2 separate regions of the Arachis hypogaea genome follow, and region 2 is linked to region 1. The links are chromatin contacts, called in public Hi-C maps. All regions are on one chromosome and are shown on one strand. The core of a region is the stretch at or near the end of the contact, and the rest is flanking DNA. Distances in the headings are between cores, read along the strand shown. Region 1 holds the start of LOC112749993 (protein NSP-INTERACTING KINASE 3). Region 2 has its middle 30 kb from the start of LOC112753091.

Region 1 (2,717 bases), core at 136-2,635:
TGTGAGGATCATCCAATTCATTCTTTATCGCCATCAAAGCTAGAACTGTTCAGTGAAGAAACAGAAAGAAGGGTAAGAACTAAAACCTCCCATCAATTGATTCACTTGAGAATATGCCACTATGTAACGGGTAATGAGGAAGTACTTAAGAGTTAAGATTCTCAAGGCAAAAAAGAAAAGGAAATAACAAGTCGCAGAATAGCATCATCATCAATCCTTCAGCTATCATTCCTAGTAATTTCCAGCATAATTAACTTGACCAAAGATCAAAATGAAAAAGGGAAGGGGGGAAGAAAATTAAAGAAAAGGTTAACCTTCATAGTTTATGCCAGAAGGAGAAAGAACAGCAGCAGAAATCTCCATCATCAACAGAAGAAGTGAACATAACAGCCATGAAACCAATCTGGTATGTTCCATGCTGTATTCTCAATTCAGTAACAATGCCTTCCTCCACACAAAAAACAAAAAAAAAACACACTAGAAAGTTCTCAAAGCCACCATAAGTCACAATTGGACTTTGTCATTCTTGTTTCAAACGGTGGTTGAGTCTGCATCATCTTATCCACACCAAAAAAAGGAAAAAGCCAATCTTTGGAATCAGATTCCCATAAAGCACAAAACCACTCTCACCAAAACAGCAACTTTGCTTAAGACCCAATTCATATAACCGCATAAGTTCAAAACCAACAGAACCCAGATGCCAAAATTGCTACTTTTCTTCTTCCCACCACTGAAACCAACTTGGAAATGGAGAATTTGAATCCAACTAGGACAAATTATCAAGTGAGTGAGCTCAAAAGAGCAAAACCATCCCCAAAAATATATATAATATAAAAAAATAAAGAACAAAACTTTCTTAATATTTTATATCAGTGAGAACAAAGAAACAGCACTTTAAGCCTGAAATTCTGAGATCCTTGAGATCTGTGAGTGATGGGGTTTGGTTCCTATGAGGTTTGGACATTCCCCACAAATTCCATGTGAGCCTTGTCGTTGTTGGTTTTCTAGCTTAGTTTCCATTGATACCACCATTATCTTCTTCTTCTTCTTTTCCTCTTAGCTTGTTGCAGTTGCAGAGAATAAAAGGTAGCTTAGGATTTGGGAGCATGAAACACACTCACGACCAAAGAACCAAACAAATGCGCCAAAGTGGAAGCCAATATAGATGGAAAATCAGTAACCAAATTTGTATAAACGATGACAACGTTTTAAAAACTTAATTTTGATACTGGTGTAAAATCATTCAACCAAATTATATAATTGATTAAATCTATGAACATTGAATAATATTTTTTTAATGTTAATGTGCCAATAAAAGATATATTTTTTTTAAAAAAAATTATATGTATTATATTATTTTTTTTTATTTTATTGTATACATGATACATAATAGAATATAATAATATCATTTAATCTATATAACCAATTCACTTGATGAGATTTTGTTATTGTATATTATTTTTTTTGTGTATTTTTTATGTATATTTTTATTTTGAATATTAAAAATAATTGGTAAAAAATAAGAATAGATGATTTATTTTTTATACTGTTAAAAATATAAAAAAAATATATGAAAAAATTGGCATAAATATTTTTGGACAATGTTAATGATCAATAAAATTTATTATTTTTATTAATATTTAATTAATAAAAATATTTTTATATTAAATTTTAAATTTTAATAGTATAAGAATAAAATATTAATCTAAAGTATTAACTAATATTAATAAAAATATTAATTTTCTAATAGTTTATTTATTTTTATTTTTTGAAGAAATAGAAAATTTATTAATTATTTTAAAAGAGTTAAGAATTAAATTAATTTATTTAAAAACTAAAATTGGTCTTTTTTTTTTATTAGAGTGAAGGGATGTGTGGGATCAGAGGTGGCAAAACGGGTCGAGTCCGTCGGACCGATCTGCTAAACTCGCTAAAAAAGGCGGGTCGGGCTAAGATTTGAAGCCCGCCAAATTAAAAAAGCCCGCCAAACCCGCATCGCCAATTTGGCGGGTTTTGACGGGTTTTGGCGGGGCGGGCCGGTCCGCCGGGCGGAAGATTTTTACTTTTATTTTTTTTATTAAATAAAAAGTGTGATTACTATTATAAAATTAATAATTATAGAATTTTTAAATACTTTTTTTTCATTTTTTGTTTTTATTCTTCTTTTAGTTATTAACTTTATTTATTTTATTTTACAATTTTGTATATATGCTCAAATTATGTGACTTATTTTTAAAAATAAAGATGATTCTATTGACAAATATTATTTTGAACAATTTTATTGAAGTTAAAAATTAAAAAAAATAATAAAAAAATTATATTATAATTTGACTATTTTTTATTTGTATTTAATTTTTTAATGATTATTTTTTGGTTAATTTTAATGAATTTTATTTAAAAAAAAAAAGAAGTGGACTAGCCCGCCAATCCGCCGTAAAGTGGAGCGGGCTAGCATTTTGAACCCATTTTAGTTGACGGGACGGACTGATTCGCTCCGTTTATAGGGTGGACCTAGGCGGGGCTGGATGGATTGGGGTGGATCGGCCCGCTTTGCCACCCCTACGTGGGATTGATGAGAGAGAAGAATGGTGAGTAAGACGTGTGTTTTTGTGTTATAATGCAAAAAGAAAATAAAGAAAAAAAAAATCTTTTGTTGCAGGTAAAGTATTGACAGGTCACGTGGTTGGATTGTCCCCTCTTTTGTTTGCTTTTGGCTT
Region 2 (2,717 bases), core at 113-2,612, 82 kb after region 1:
ATAACTCTCAGTGATAATAATAGAGCGTGAAAATAAAAAGTGTAGGAGTAATTATTAACATCAGCAACAGAGCATCAAGGAGCAACAAGTGCGGAACGATTATTCAAGTTTGAAAATTGACGAAAATATATTATAAAAGTAACTGTCAGTTGACATTAGGTTAGTTTATAAAAATAGAATTTTGGACACACATTGTAATCAGTTCAATTCTTCTAAGAAAATATTTAGAAATCCAAAATTACTCTCAGTCTCCTTGGCATCACAAAATAAAATTGAGAATCTTGAGTAATACTTCTAAATTCTGAACTCAAACTTGTATTCTATTTTTTTATTTTTAATTAAAATTTTTTACTTTTATTTTTTTTCATCTTCTTTCTTTTTTCTTTAATTTCTACATTTTACTTTGTCTCTGACATCTTGCATGTTTTTTTATCTTTAATTTTACTTCCGAAATTATAATTGAGATTTTGAGATACTAACAAAAAGAATTATTTTTTCTCTTTGAATTAAGATTGTGAAATAAAATTCAAAAATTATTAATTTATTTATTGTTAACAATCAAATAAAAAATGAAATAAAATACCTTTCAAAATTCACACGTATATAAAGACTTTCCTTTCAGATCCCCCTTTTTTAATATAAATTATGCTTCTTAAACAAGTGGAAACAAACACTTTTCTTTTTATAGGAATTTTATTCTATTAAAATAAAAAATCATAATACACAAAAAAAATTTAAATTAAATATTATATATTTTTATATTAATATATATTATTTAAATTATTCTTAATATATAATTTTTATTTTAATATATATTTTATATAAAAAATAATTTAATAATTATTTTTTAGTATATATGTAATATAGTTGAATCAAAATATTATGATATATTTAGTGTTTTTAACTTAAACAATCTAAGGGTAATTAAGGAAAACACATCGAAAAAATATGATGTCACCTGAGATATGGATCAATGATTTCATTGATTTGTGTTTGGTATTGGCATCATACCCACCTGAGAATAATACAGGTGAATTTCATTTTTATTTTAATTAATTAATTAGTCGGTCCTATTAGCTTTCCTATCATTATATATTTTAACATAGCTTAACCTACTCTCATCTACTAATATCCCACTCTATTATAGAATTATTTTCGATCCATTTAATTATACAATCAAGATGCAAAAATGTTCCAAGGTAGTTCATAGTCAAATTGATTTTTTATTTTTTGAAAGCCAAATTAAAATTCCATAAACATTAGTAGTTAAACTGAAAGGGAAAACAACAAAAGAAATTTGAAAATCGGGTGCAAAAGCTAAGGGGCATAAAAAACTTCTAGTCATTACATCGTGCTTTGGATTATTATCCCTTTATGATTAGAGTCAAAGCTAGACTTTTGGGGTATAAAAGTAGAGACATATCTCCTTGGTTGTTCCTTTTTTTAATTTAAATATAAAATATAAAATCTTTAATTTTCATTGCGTAAAGAGTAGATAATTTATATTTTTATCATTAACACATCAAGCCATCAGCAACTATATTCGTGAGAGCAAATACTTTTTTGGTGAATATTTATTCCAGCTCTTAATAATTTTGTTGAAGTACCATGAGGTTTTTAGCCAATTTTTCTTTTTTTATTTTTGATCTTTAATTTTGTAAAACTAATTAGTTCTTTCGTTAATTATCTCCTTCTTGAATATATTTACACAGTACACTAACTCAAAAAAAATATTAAAAAAAGATTAACCAATAGAGATAAAATTTTAAAAAAATTTGATGAAAACTTTATTATCCTTTAAAATAATTATAAAAAATCGTTTACTTTTAGTGGACTTGGAGAGAATAAGAGCTAGCTAATTAAATCAGAGTAGTTGAAAATATCTAAGGTATAGAATTTAAGGTTTAAAATTTAGAATAAAAAATTTAGGATTAGAATTTTGAATTTAGTATCCGAATTTAAAATTTAAAATTTAGAACTTAAGATTGTCGATAGAATAAATGGTTGGTGTAGATATCCAATATATACTAGTTGGTGATTAGTTGAAAATGTAGTATTGAAAGAAAGGAAAAGAAGTGCAAAAATATAAACGAATAATTTTTAAAAAGTTGTGAATATTTTAAATTTTACAAATATTTTGATAAAAAAGTTAGATTATATAATAATATTTTTTAACAAAAATAGTTAGTTAATAAGTTTTGAATATAATAATCTAATTATTTATCAAGTAATATAAAATAAAATTTAATTATTTTATATTTTTATGTTGTAGTTTAAAATATTATTTTAATATAATTTTTTAATATTATAAAAATTTTATTACATAATAATCAATGTTAATAAATAAAAAATATTCATATTTTTTTATTTATGTGTTTTATATTTATTTATTTAAAAATAAAACATTATGTTATTATTTAAAGTATTGTATATTAAAAGATATTCATTTATGTACTAGGATATTCTGTATTTATTAAAGTCCATCAATATTTTTTTTATATTAGCCTTAGATTTTTATTTAATAAAATCTGATAGTTTATATTAAAATTTTTGTGCTTGTTTTAGATATAGTTATCCACCTAACCTATCTGAAACAAATAATTAAGAATGAAAACGTGTTATGATCAAATGCTCAAATAATGTGAAATTTTTAAATTCTTTTACATTATTCTCATACTTTTAATTTGACATTTAAAAATTATATATTCAAGAAAGGT

The links. A called contact is a pair of places that touch in the nucleus more often than the background predicts.
Region 2: a contact with region 1 is called in a Hi-C map of leaf, with 4 times the contacts expected there. The contact joins the enhancer-like site here to the promoter of LOC112749993 in region 1. A contact is called at or near these places in 4 of 8 Hi-C or Micro-C datasets (leaf and an unstated tissue).

Annotation. Positions count from the first base shown.
Region 1 is chr15:24,204,733-24,207,449 of arahy.Tifrunner.gnm2.J5K5, forward strand. It overlaps LOC112749993 (protein NSP-INTERACTING KINASE 3), which reads right to left and starts at 1,386. Exons shown (of 11, transcript XM_025798465.3): 1 at 315-1,386; 2 at 1-45. The coding sequence starts at 417.
Region 2 is chr15:24,286,344-24,289,060 of arahy.Tifrunner.gnm2.J5K5, forward strand. No RefSeq gene overlaps it. Among protein-coding and RNA genes, the nearest start is that of LOC112753091, 30 kb to the left of the region's middle. Within about 2 kb of position 1,363, at least 1 of the 3 cell types and tissues checked has open chromatin away from gene starts, as enhancers often do.